3 separate regions of the Mus musculus genome follow, and all the other regions are linked to region 1. Evidence: chromatin contacts called from public HiChIP or PLAC-seq and promoter capture Hi-C data. All regions are on one chromosome and are shown on one strand. The core of a region is the stretch at or near the end of the contact, and the rest is flanking DNA. Distances in the headings are between cores, read along the strand shown.

Region 1 (4,453 bases), core at 1,435-3,934:
TGTGCTGAGGTTACATACATGTGCTGCCTCCCCTGTGCTGAGGTTACATACATGTGCTGCTTCCCCTGTGCTGAGGTTACATACATGTGCTGCCTCCCCTGTGCTGAGGTTACATACATGTGCTGCCTCCCCTGTGCTGAGGTTACATACATGTGCTGCCTCCCCTGTGCTGAGGTTACATACATGTGCTGCTTCCCCTGTGCTGAGGTTACATACATGTGCTGCCTCCCCTGTGCTGAGGTTACATACATGTGCTGCCTCCCCTGTGCTGAGGTATCATACATGTGCTGCCTTGCCTGTGCTGAGGTTACAAGCAGGTGCTACACTCCCATCTTTTCCTGTGGTGAAGGGGATTAACTCAAGTCCTACCACAAACACCTCACCAGCTGAGGTCTTCTCAGCCCCTAAAACCTTCTTTAATTGGATAAATAGGTTCCATTTCTGATCAAACTGGAGGAAGCCCACTACGCCCTGTGTCTCACTCTTATTGTTAAAACATCTGACAAAATATACCAGCAATGAAGTAAATGGCAGCAGTGGACTGGACGGGGAACCCCAAAGTTGAAGAGAGATCAGTGCAGGGTAGTGAGCTTCCTCTTGGTTTTGTCGTTTTGTCTTTTTCCTTTCTCTCTGATACCTTTTTCCTTTTTCTCTTGATCTGAAGCCTGGCTGAAATGAGAGCTAACAATCAGAAATGATCAGGAAACAACTCCAACCACAGTGAGCAAGATAAAGCGAGGTGAAGTACCGACTGCTTTCCTGAGATTAGTTTATTCAGGAAGCTGGCGCCTAAGACAGGGAGAGAAAAACTGTCCTTTTAGAGCAGTGATTCTCAACCTTCTTAGTGCTGCAACCTTTTAACACAGCCCCTCTGCTCTGGTGACCCCAACCATGAAACTATTTTATTGCTACTTCATAACTGTGACTTTGCTACTGTTATGAACCATAATATAAATATCCATGTTTTCCAATGGTTTTAGGTGACCCCTGTGAAACGTCATTGGAGCCCTCCAAAGGGTCCACAACCCACAGGTTGAGGACCACTGTTCTAGAGGAAGCAACTGGAAAGAAGGACTCTTGGGAACATGAGAGCATGGAGCCTTGCAAAGGGGGTTGTTACATAGCAAAGAATAACTAAGACATGCCTGTCCTAGCCTGCTTCTTTGGTTGCTCCAATAAAATTTAGACCAGAACTAACGTGGGAAGGAAAGGGCTTATTTGACTTATAGTCCATCATTAAGGTAAGCCAGGTCAAGAGCTCAAGGCAGGGTCCTGGAGACAGAACTTGAAGCAAAGACTACAGAAGAATACTGCTGCTTACTGCCTGCTCTTTTAAACAGCCAGGTTCCACCCTCTTAGGATGGTACCACCCATAGTGTGCTGGGCCCTCCCACATCATCAAGAGAATGCTCCTCCCTACCCCCCCTCCCCCCCAACACACAAGCTCAAAGGCCAGTCTGATGGAGGCTGTTCCTTAATGTGATTTCCTCTCAGGCAACTATTGGTGTGTCAGGTTCACAAAAACTAAGTGGCATGGCACCATGACTCAGGCTCACATCTTGTACTTTGCTTTGAGATGGAGATTCACTACATTGCTCAGGCTGGTCTCTAGTTCCTCAGTTCAAGTGATCTTCCAGCCTCAGTCTGCTGAGTATCTGAGACTACAAAAGTGTGGGCCACCAACACAGCTTAACTAAATTTTGTTAATTCAGCTGTGATAAGATTACTCCCAAGAGGGCTGGGATAATCTCTTCCCTAGGATGCACAAGGCCCTGGGTTTAATCTCCAGTATAAAGACTATCTGAGCAAAAAGGATTTAATAGATATTCCATTAAAATGATTGTTTTTCAAAAAATTTCAAACATTTCCAATCAGATACCAAAGAATGAAGTTATATGCAAGGATGAATGTAAGTTCAGGGGCTGAGAAAATTGGAACTCTCCAACTGAAACCCACAAGTCTCCTGAGTCGTCAATTGACTCTAATTGTTAAAGTTCTGAAAGATTTGCCTTGGTTTTCAGAGAGAAGAGAGCTTCAGAATTCTGCTGAAAACCAGCCAAGAATTGCTCCTTAAGGCAGAGAGGGGGCTAGGAGGACAACCTCCAAACCGGAACACCCCCAGGGGTTGGGGTGAAGGCCTTGTCCCCTGGAGGAAGGCAAAAACTGGAAGGGTGTGGAGGGTGGAGGCTAGACGGTAGAGGGTAGAGGTGGGCAGGTGTCTGGATTCTGGTCTAAGAGATTAAGAAAAGGAAAGCGTAAGGAGCCTTATCCTTTCCCTTCCATTCCCTACCCAGCAAAGCCAAGACCCAGCCCGCACCCATACCACCACGAGGACCGCTAGCGAGGCCCCACCCCTCCGGATGAGGCTCCCTTTCTGCCGTGAGTGACAGCAACCCAAGCCCCACCCCACTCGCCACAGCCCCGCCTTTAACATGTCTCTCTACAACGACAGCTGATGAGGCCACGCCCATGCAGCACCACCACATCCCACCAAAATGAGAACCTTCATGGCCCCGCCCCTTCCGTCGCGGCCCCACCCCTCTCCCGAGGGTCAGCCAGTGAAGCTTCACTCTGACACCTCCGCCCCCCTTCCTCGGGACTTACAACTGTTAAGGCACCGCCCCTTTCACGGTGATCCCGCCCCCCACGCCGAGTGACAGCCGGAAGGCCCCGCCCCTCCCGGTCGTTGACGCCTCCTGTCGGCCAAGGCGCCACGCCCCGGTCGTGTATCCAGTCCGCCTTAGCGCCGCGGGCCTGGTTCTCCCCGCTCCCGCGGTCCCCGAGGACGCCGCGTGGGCGGCCGGTGAGTGGGGAGGGGCGCAGTCCGTGTGGTGGGCCCGCTGGGGATGCTCCCCCCCCGCGACAGGGAAAGAGCCACGGAAGCACTGGTCAGGGCTGGAGATCCGCAAGGGTGTGAAAGCCGGCGGAGGCAGGGGGATGTCGGCCGGCTCTGGATTTGCGTCAGGCCTGGAGCAGGGCCGTCTCTGACTGACCATGGGATCCCGGGGTGTCGGGCTGCTCTGATTGACACTTCGGGGAAGGTGCCCGGTAGCCTTGATTGTGTCACACCTCGCGGTCTCTCTAGGGTTGTGAACAGATCCGGTCTGAGGTTTCTGACCGGGCCCATTGTGCGCTTTCCGTGATAGGTGTCGCATGACTCCAGTGAAGGGTGCAGAGCCCTGTCCCTACCCGAAACCCTGTTTGTTCTTTCCCATAGCTGAGGCGGTGCGTAGACGGTCTGACTGAAGTCTCTTCAAGTTTGTTCCCACTCCACAGTTGAATCGCAATCCCTTAAACCCTGATGTTGTAATCGAATCCCGGCAGTTTTAAAAGTTTCAGGTGCACTGTGAGTGGCCTGGTTTCCATTTAAAGTCACAGTAACCTTAGAGGACTAGATATTTCTAAGGACTCTTTCTGTCTTTAAACAATTTTAAATGCAACCGTGCATCCCTTAACCAGGGTAAACTGGGAGGGAGATGCTTGCTGTTTACCTGGCATGAACGTCCGAGGGCACTCACACAGACAAAGAGGCTGTGACTTTACTAGGCATATAGTTTTGTTTTCTGGGGTTTTTTTGTTTTGGTTTGCTTTGGTTTGGTTTTTGGTTTTTAAAAATTTTTGTCTGTGCGTTCGTGTTATTGTGAGTGCAGGCAAACGGATACACACAGGCTTGTACAGGACAGAGGACACAGGTGTGGGCCCTTGCCTCCCACCGTGTTTGAGATAGGATGTCTTTGTGTCTTTTCATTTTTGCTGCTGTGCTGCCTGTTCCAGGCCATTCAGCCCTATGGCTTCTTAGGGTTTTACTGTCTCTGTCTCCCATATCACCTGGAGTTGGGATTACAGAAGCACTCTACTGCGTGCTGGAGTCCAAATTTAGGTCCTCTTGATGAGAAATGAGAGATGCAGAATATCAGACAGGCATAGACAAGGCCTGGTAAACTGTAACGAGTGTGCATTTGGATAGACTGTAGTGTGGTTGCGTGTGCGTGTGTGTATGAGTGTGTAAAGAGGAAAACTAGAAAGGTTGGAACACAGAAAAGAGGATAAAGTTGAGAATATAAATGCCCTGTAGGAATGCTCAGAACCCTATGACCTCTAGTAGCATTTTGTTTTTCTTCCTAATTTGTATATTTAAAAGTGTTTTTTTTTTTTTTTACATATTATTGTATGTGTGCATGTGGGTTTACACATACCATGGAATGTGTGTAGGGATCAGAGGTCAAATTCTGGGAGTCAATTCTCTCCTTTTGTGTATATAAATACACATATAATTAATGGGGTAGTATTCTAATATTAATTTGTGACTTTTTCCAACTTAACATTTTCTCATTTATCATTTTCCTTGATCACTAAATATTCACACTGAACAACCAGCTACTTCTTTCTAAAATAATAATAGTATTTCAGCTATGTGTTTAATACATGCATGCTTGGAGGTGAAGAATTAGGG
Region 2 (4,771 bases), core at 2,077-4,576, 590 kb after region 1:
GCAGAGAGGGGTCAAAGAGTGGGAGGTAAGGGAAGGGCACAAGGGAGATTTGGAACTGGGTGTTGGGAAGGCTGGGTGAGAACTGACTGGGCACCTGCTGGGTGCATAAAGGACCTGACTGAGGCTGGCATTGTGTGTGTACAGATCCATGTGTGGCAGCATTTACAGCCAGGGAGGACACTGGTGGTAGACGGAAGGATGACTCGCAAGGGTGTCAGTGTGTCAGAAACAGTGTGATAGATGTGATCATCCCTGGACTTCCAACCCATGGGAAACGAAGTGGACATTTAAAAAGAATTACTGAATGGAACAAAGTAGAGGCACGGTGGACAGTGCAGGAGGGAGGAAGCAAATGAGCCGGAGGGGAGGGCAGAGATCAAATGTCTAAAGTTATAAATAACTGGACATGAAAGCTGTCTGTGGAGATGTAGAGGTAGTGGGGGTGGAGAGCTGAAAAGCTTGCTTGGAATGGAAAGCCTCCGGAGGGGACAGTGGCCATGAGTGGTCAGTGATTGTAGATGTGGGCTGGGATCTTAGGCACTACACCTTACCCATTTCCCATTATATTCTATGGTAGAGCCTAAGACTCACCAGGTGTGCCAGACAGAAGGTGAAGGAACATTCTATCTAAATCACTCACGTCTCAGATACTAATATCCCAAGGCTTCGTCACATTAAAAAAGATCTTGTTCATTTATTTTGGTTTTAAGACAGTGTCTCTCAAACGATGACCTTGTGCTTCTGATTCTCCCATCTGTATCTTTTGAGTGCTGAGGCTCCAGATGTGGTTGCGGTGCTGGGGACAGAAGTCGGTCGACGCTTCACTCATGCATGCTCCACAAACACTCCCATGCATGCATGCTTCGAAAACATCCCCTCACTGGCACCACATGCCAGCCTGAAGTTCTTTATTTTTGCTTTATAAACATTGTGTTTAGATGTATTTTTGCTTTATAAACATTTTGTTTAGATGTATGTGGATGAATGTTTTGCCTGCATATGTGTATGTGCACCACGTGCCTGTCTGGTGCCTGTGGCTATCAGGGGAGGATGTCAAGTCATCTAGGACTTACAGATGTTTGTGAGCCACTGTGTGAGCATACACAGTAAAGCCCGGGTCCTCTGCAAGAGGAACAAGGTGATCTGAATTCCTGAGCCAATTCTCCAGTCCTCTTGGTTTTTGTTGTTGTTGTTGTTGTTTTAAAATAGGGTCTCTGTTCAAGCTTGCCTAGGATTCACTATTTCGCCCAGGGTAGCCGCAGATCCATGGCAAGGCTCCTCTACCAGCCTCCTGAACACTGGTGTGAATACTGGTGTGAATACTGATAACAGGTGTGAGGCACTACACTCCTGTCTTAGTTAGGGGTTTACTGCTGTGAACAGACACCATGGCAAAGGCAAGTCTTATAAAGGACAACATTTAATTGAGGTTGGCTTACCGGTTCAGAGGTTCAGTCCATTATCATCAAGGCCGGAACATGGCAGCATCCAGGCAGGCATGGTGCAGGAGGAGGTGAGAGTTTTACATTTTCGTCTGAAGGCTGTTAGCAGAATACTGGCTTCCAGGCAGCTAGGATGAGGATCTTAAAGCCCACACCCACAGGGCCACACCTTCTAATAGTGCCACTTCCTGGGTCGAGCATATACAAACCATCACAACTGCTAAATCTAGAGTTTTCTAGGTCTAATACCAAATATCCTCTATGTAGACAGAGCACACAGTGGACAGGGTGTTGGTCTCCTTCATGTTTTTCTCCTTTGTGAATGTTATGAACTAGCCTTGTTGGGACTTGTTACAGACAAGCCCTGACTTGGTGTGGGAGGGAACCATGGCATGACTTGAATACCAGAACACAATAATGCCCAAAGGCTATCTTAGGCTGTCACAAGTCTTCCTGTGTTCGTTTTGTAATTTGTCTGTGGTTACATAAGCCCTGCTTCCATTTCCACCCACCAGAGAAGTGTCGTTTAGAAGTCTTCACTCAGCTCAGGTCTCTCCATGTACCGTGTCTATCCAGCTGCTAGGTTGGCACCCACTGTAGGCTTCTCCGCAGAGATGGAATGGATAGGCTCTCTCTGACTATATGGTGGTTTATGAGGGGAACATGCTCATGTGGTGACAGAGGCTGAGAACCAGGGGAGCCAGTTCTGGGGTTCACTGACTTGCACTTGGCCTCAGAATCAGGGGAGCTGGGACTGGGGATGTGGCCCAGTGGGTAGTGCTCTTGTCTAGAAGGCAGGAAGCCCTGGGGTTGAGCTCCAGAGCCACACAACCTTGCTGTGGAAGCACACACACATCGGTAATCCCAGCGCCCAGCAAATGGAGTTTGTAGGATAGCCTTCAGAGTCAGCCTGCTACACAGTGAATTCAAGGTCAGCTTGGGATACACAAGACCCTGTCTCAAGGGATAAAAATGAAGTATCCGTGAAGCTGATGATGTAACATTAGTGAGAAGCTGAGGTCCTGAGAACCAGAGCCGGGACGTTCCAAGGAAAGCCTGGAGTTCTGATGTATGAAGAGGGTGACAGGCCTGACCCGGGGTTTTGTAGTTCAGTTATTCTATCAACAGAGATACATCCTCAGCCCCACAGAGTTCTGTGCACAAGCAAATGTCTCTGAAACACACAAACTCTCCCTTGCCCAATGGCCTGAGACTTGGAGAAGCTTTTCCTGAGCCCCAACTCCAAGACAACTGTTCCTGTAAATTCTCTTTGGAACCCATGCTTCTGTGAAGCATAACTCGTGTTTAAACACCAGAATTCCTGCCTGGTGCCCTACCCCCTTCTCTTGATTTGGTTTCTGTGTTCACACTTCCTGTGTACGCAGTGCGCGGCAAACAGCGGTGCTCAGCACTTGTCAAAACAGTAAGGGCCTAACTGTGCTACCCAATCTCCCTCCAGCCTCATAGCGAGGTGTGTGTGGCTCAGGGATCGGACTTTGGCACCTCCTCCAGGCTGGCAGAAGGCTGTGCTCTTCGGATCCTCTATCTCGGGCCTCTTGCCCAGCTGCGTAGCCTGCAAGAACCCACGCCCAGGGAGTGTCACTCCAGTCACACGGGGCCTAGACGCCTCTGGAGAACAGCCCTGTCCGCTCCAGGCCAGGCATCGTGGGGACGTCGGAGCCTCTTCTCACCGCTCGAGGTGAGACTCGCACGTGGGCCTGGGGACCTGCGGAAGAGACGCGGGCTGAGGGGAGCAAACCCGGGCCAGCCCTGGTAGATTCACTCAATTCCCGGGTCTGAACAACTGGACAGCAGAGACGCCCCACGATTGGTCTGTTTGGCGTCGCTTAGCAGCAGCGAATGGGAGCTCACGGTGTGCGCATGAGCACCACATCCTGCCTCCTACAGCCGGGCCGCGGGTAACCTGCACCCCGCCGGCCGCCGGGGTGGGCTGCGGTGGCCGAGGCGGAGGTCGGCCGCGGGGGCGAGGTGAGGTTAGCGGGCCAGGCGGGCGTGGAGAGGTGGGGTCGGGGTCTAGGCCACCGGGCTGCAGCCCGGGCCGGTGGGACTCCGCCGAGGCCCGGCCCCCTGCACGGTGCGTACCGGCTGGGATGCGCTGCCCGCTGTGCCTGCTGCCCGGGGCGGGGCCGGGGCGTGTCTCGGGAGGGCGGGGCGGTGGTTCCCTTTATGTAGACTGAACTCTAGTCCTGTCACTTGCTTCTTTTGAGAGCAAACTTTCCTTAGTCTGCTGGTCTAGCAGAACTTGGCTTCTTCAAGGCCTGGTCACCCCTACACCAACTTTCCTGGACTTGGATAAGCCGGGACAAAGAACCTGCAGAGCAGAGCGGGGGTCAAGCTTGCAAAAAGCCAAATCCAGGGAAGGAACTGAGTTACCTCTGATGAAAGGTGCCGTTACAGTTTGCGGTCTTGTGAAACGGAGCCCCATGTAACTCGAGTTTGGCCTTGAGCTTGGGATCCTCCTGCCTCCACTCCCCGCCCCGCAAGTTCTGGGATCACAGGTGTATGGCCTCCATGCCCAGCTCGGTTGGTGTAGCGGGTGACAAGATCAGAGAAACTAAAGCAACCCTCAGTGCAGAGCCAATGCTAGAGCAACGTGTCTGTAAAAGTCTACACAGAGAGTTTATTCAGGTAAAGAACTTGTCAGGGAAATGAGAACGGGGACAGCTTTGCATAGCCTGACACTGATATACAGGATTCATTCGCACCGCAGCTTTCTCAGGAAGACAGTTGTAGACAGGTCCCTAGAGATGCCTCGTAAATGTTTAGTGGACAACAGAGAGGACATCTTGAGGTCTCATAAAGAATTTCAGATCAAGGCTGGGGTGATGGTGCACATCTTTAATCCCAGCACTCAGGTGGCAGAGATAGAGGCAGTGCATAGCCAGACAAGACAACTGACTTTAGAGTATAATACACTAGGTAAGGAGAGGTGGTTTTATTTTATTTTAGAGAGGGTCTCACTCTGTAGTCCTGGCTGGTATGAAACTTACTGTGTAGGCCATGCTGGCCTGGGTCTGCCTGCCTCTTCTAAATCCTGGGATTAACGGTGTGTGCCTCTGAGCTTTAACTCCAGCAGTTTACTCACCACTTGGTTCTGTTTTAGGCAGGCTGTCCTGCAGCCTAAACTGCCCTTTAACATGCCACTCGCCTGGGGGTGACTTTGAACTCCTGACCTTCCTGCCTCCACCCCACCCCCCAAGTGCTGATATTATGAGCTTAAGCCACCACACTCTGCATTTCAAGGGGCACTTGTAGGGACCCTTCCTCTACCAGCAAGTCTCTGATTAGAGATTGTTTTTGTTTTTAAA
Region 3 (4,538 bases), core at 1,072-3,571, 630 kb before region 1:
GTCAGAGCCCTAATCAGGAAAATGGAGTCTGGGTCTGGCAGCAGAGGACCTGTGACACTATTTGGGGTCTGCATTTCTCTTCTCTCCAAGATCATCATTTACCTTTTCCTCATCTTCTGATACACTGATGCTTCCATAAGGACCCTCCCCTGGGGCACAGTCCTTGTCGTTCTCATAGTACACTTGTTGGCTGGATGCCTGACTTATGACACTTTCATCATCTTCTTCCATTTTCACCTTCTCTGGGTCCCAAGAGGCTCTGCCCATGGTCTCTTTCAATTCTGTAGTCATCTTCTCTGTTCAATGCAGGATCCTTGATAGCTGAGGGATACCCAACATCGGTCAAGCTCCATCTAACCTTCAAGTCTCCAGAGCCAAGATGAGCTATTCACTGCAACACCAGAAAAAGAGAGTTAACAGCTAATCTAGCAAGGATAACACACAGCCACTGGTTACTAGTCCTTGGTTGGTGGTCACAGTAAAACAGTAATGTTTCATTCTCCTTCAAATGATAGGGGCTGACTATAAATAACAAAAATAGATGTATAAATCACTTTTTATTTCTGATACAAAATAATATCTTGCCTGGTAGTATACACCTTTAATCCCAGCACTTGTGTCTACACAGACCACCCAGTGCTGCATACTGAGACTCAGAAAGAAAAAGGAAGGAAGGAAGGAAGGAAGGAAGGAAGGAAGGAAGGAAAGAATGAATTAACATTTTAACTGTAAAAACTATTATATAGAAAAAGAGTAAGGAAAAGTTCCAATCCAGTGATAATTATTATTTTACTTACAGTTTTTTTTTTACTATGGGAACTGATTTTGTTTTGTTTTCTTGTTTCCTTGAGACAGAGGTTCTTTGTATAGCCTTGGTTTTCCTGGAACTCACTCTATAGACCAGGCTGGCCTTGAACTCAAGAGATCTGCCTGCCTCTGCCTCCCAAGTGCTGAGGTGTACTACTACTGCCCAGCTAGACGGATTTTTAAAAAGGGGATCTTAGAGAGATTCACTACCAAGGAGAAAAGAATGATTATTTCAGAGAGTATAACTACAAGTACTTTTGAGGTTCTTTTTGTCTGTTTCATTTTTGTAGTTCCCACATCTTCCAAATATTTGATAAGACTAAATTTTGGTTGTAAAACAAAATTACTCATGTTGACCTTGTTTATCCTTATTTTTAATTGTTGCACAAATACTCTATAATTGTCAATAAACACATAAAACTGACCTATACATACTTTCGCATAAACATATACATACACAAATTGGGTGATACCCTACCCAGTCCCCAGTGTGTGCACCTTCAGGCTGCACTTGCACAGGGTTCACCCTTCTGGACTGGTGGTTTTGCTTGTTTCTACCGTGCTGGGAATCCATACAAAGGCCTAATGTATACTAGACAAATGCTCTACCACTGAGCCACAACCAGTTCTTGACTCAATGAGTGTTTTACAAGTCTTGTCTTTCAATATACGCTAGCTACAGAACACACACACACACACACACAATTCTGACACACAATTCAAAAAGATTTTAAATTTACAATCTTTTCTTTAGCAAACGTGGGCTTTATTGCTTATTTTAGTAATAGTTTCCTGTACGAAGAATTCCTTTGACCAGCTGCATTACTCCTTTAGAAGGAACTGCGTGATCACTAGCTTAAGGGTTTATATTTATTGCCAAACGGCTTTCTAAAACAGCATCTAAAGCCAGGCACACGACTACTAATTAACGGGACTTCTTTATTTCAGATAAGCCGACAGGGGTTTTGTTTTATTTTAAATAAAGCCAAACAATCTATTTTAGCTGTATATAAGGAGTTTGAGGTTTGTGCTTCTATCCCTCTTTGGTTCTTTTACTAGAAACCGGTGCTAATGTTTACTAAATTGCCTTATTCTGCTGCTGCTTCAGGGTACTCATATTCATTTTCCAACATCATCTTCACTGTGCAAACTTAAATTCCTAAGTAATGCCACGCTTTTCACCACGGCCTCAAAGAGTAATTCTGGCGGGTTATTCTGGCAGGAGAGCCTCTGAGACTCGTCTCACCACGTGCCTGAGTCTCCTGGCCAGACTGTCGGGCCCCTGGCCCCAGCAGGCCCGAGACATCTGCACAGGCCGCCCTCCTCCATCCCGACCAGCAGGCTCGCCGCCCGGCCCGGACACCCCGAGCTACCTCCCGGCCCCGCGATGGTCGGTGGAGAACAGTCCCGCGCCCCTCGCCGCCCGCTGCGACCGGCTCGCCACGAAGGCCCAACCGGGCCGGTGCCGCTTCGCGGATGAGACTCCAGAGTCTCTCGGCAGCAACGGGGCTGAGAACAATGACCGGACAGGAAGTGCCTTGCGCCGGGCTTCCGGCTCCCCAGGCAGGCCGGCCTCTCTAGGAATCGACGGGGGTCGTACACCTCGGTGCCCAGGGCGGGCAGGGCTTTAGCCCGCCAGGCAGCGGCACTCTCCCAAGCCGAGCCCCTACCTACCAGAGCTGACGATCTTAGAAAATTCCCTCAGCATTTTTATCTTCAAAATATCAAATGGTACAGAAAGGTTGATGGATGGTACAGAGGATACCCCTATCCTTCATCTCGACAATATTTGCCTTAATTCTCATATATAATTAAGGTCAATTTTGGAAATTATAAACAGTAAAACTCTTTATTCCAAGTACACCACCATCATTGCCAATAAGAAAAATTAACAACTATTCATATTCAGATGTACTTAACTGTCTCAAAAGATTTCAAAACCGTTAGAAGTGGTGGTGCACACCAGCACACAGAGCCATACCATAATCTTGTGGATCTCTGTGCACTGGAGGTTGGCCTGATCTACATAGTGAGTTCCAGCTTAGCCAGGGCTACATAGAGAGACCGGGTCCTCAAAACAAAAATCAAACCTAACAATAACAAAACTCACAAACATTTCAGGCAGAGATGCCCCCCAAATGAGTTTCACAATACTCCAGTTACCGCTCTTTGGTTTTGTGTGTTTGAAATGATAAACCCAGAGGAAGGCAGCGCCCTTTACTCGGGTTCCTCATTGGGTAAATCTTAAATGATTACACAGTATCATGCCAAGGACTGGTGGCTCACATCTGTGATCCCAGCTCTCAAGAGGCTGGGGCTGGGGCACTAAGAGTTTGAGGCCATAAATGACATCACATAGTATAGGGGAGATCCAGACTCCAAACCCATGTCTTCTGAGCCTAAATCCAGTGCTCTTCACAGGTTGTTCTCAGGCAGCAGAACTGGATCACAACTCTGGATTACACTATTATATAGGTTTTCTGTAGCACCTACACCATGTTAAGAAAATGTATGATGTACATGTTTAGAAACAATGACCAGTTTTTAAATTAAAAAACTTATTTTGCTATCATTTACAACCTCACCATTACCCTTTATGAGACAAACTCAGTTTCTTCAGTCTTAAAGTGCTCCAGAGCCTCTTTCCAGAGTCACAATAAATGATTTGGTACAAACTATCTTTTAATTAGAATTGAGATTGTTTTTCTAGACTTTAGAAACCTAGGTGAAGTTTCTTCAACTTGTCTGTCAGAGCGGTCATGAGTTTTCCCTATTAAGACCTAGGGGGTCATATTCAACAGTTACTTCACTGTGATTGTGTGCTGTTTCACATATGACTGTATTTTTCTTTTTTACTGTTCTGGGTTCAAATCCAGTGTCTTAGTTAGGACATTTCTGCTGTGAACAGATATCATGACCAAGGCAACTCTTATAAGGACAACATTTAATTGGGGCTGACTTACAGGTTCAGAGGTTCAGTCCATTATCATTAAGGCAGGGACATGGCAGCATCCATGCAGGCATGGTACAGGAGGAGCTGAGAGTTCTACATCTTCTGAAGGCTGCTAACAGAATACTGGATTCCAGGCAGCTAGGATGAGGGTCTTATAACCCACACCCTCAGTGACACACCTATTCCAACAGGGCCACACCTTCTAATAGTGCCGGGCATATTCAGACCATCACACCCAGGATCTCGTGTATGCTGGTAAGCACTCTTATACTAATGCATATGCCTAGCCCTACCTAGATTTCCCGAATCTCTGTTTGGGACTCAATGGACTCATATTTGCAGCCCAAATAATTCTCCCACAGTATGAACTTTTGTTATTGATGAAGTCTTGAAGTCCATAAGAATTCCTTTGTGAACCCCACACACTCATGGTAATTTTCATCTGTGTGAACTTTCTGTTGTACAGTGATGTTTTATTTTTTGCCTAAAAACTTTATTACAATCATTACACCCATAGGATTTCTCCCCTGTGTGAATTCTATGCTGGCCAATTACATTTCTCTTGGAGGCAAAAGATTTGCTGCGTTTCTCACACTCATAAGGTTTTTCCTCAGTGTGTATTCTCTGCTGTACCACCAAATTCTCATTCTGGCTAAAATCTCTTTGACACTTTCCACATTTATAAGTTTATTTCCTCCAGTGTGAATTCGTTGATGGACCGACCATAAGATTTCTGCTAGGGGTAAGGATTTTTCTGCATATATGACATTCATAAGAT

What was found. Promoter capture Hi-C pulls out the DNA fragments that hold promoters and counts their contacts. HiChIP or PLAC-seq counts read pairs in DNA pulled down with a chosen protein or histone mark.
Region 2: an H3K4me3 HiChIP or PLAC-seq map of bone marrow-derived macrophages shows a contact between it and region 1, with 3 times the contacts expected there. The contact joins the promoter of Sec22c here to the promoter of Ano10 in region 1. A contact is called at or near these places in 1 of 39 promoter capture datasets (pre-B cells), 2 of 115 datasets of contacts at active chromatin or transcription factors (bone marrow-derived macrophages and large pre-B cells) and 2 of 9 other capture datasets (adipose tissue and liver).
Region 3: a promoter capture Hi-C map of neural stem cells shows a contact between it and region 1. The contact joins the promoter of Zfp105 here to the promoter of Ano10 in region 1. A contact is called at or near these places in 1 of 39 promoter capture datasets (neural stem cells) and 2 of 115 datasets of contacts at active chromatin or transcription factors (bone marrow-derived macrophages and embryonic stem cells).

The regions. Positions count from the first base shown.
Region 1 is chr9:122,292,654-122,297,106 of GRCm38.p6, reverse strand. It overlaps Ano10 (anoctamin 10), which reads left to right and starts at 2,684. Exons shown (of 13, transcript NM_133979.3): 1 at 2,684-2,803. Gm26797 (predicted gene, 26797) reads left to right here. Exons shown (of 5, transcript NR_168548.1): 4 at 665-739; 5 at 981-1,197.
Region 2 is chr9:121,703,584-121,708,354 of GRCm38.p6, reverse strand. Sec22c (SEC22 homolog C, vesicle trafficking protein) reads left to right here and starts at 3,326. Exons shown (of 7, transcript NM_001164562.1): 1 at 3,326-3,431.
Region 3 is chr9:122,920,861-122,925,398 of GRCm38.p6, reverse strand. It overlaps Zfp105 (zinc finger protein 105), which reads right to left and starts at 2,321. Exons shown (of 4, transcript NM_009544.2): 1 at 2,181-2,321; 2 at 103-391. The coding sequence starts at 291.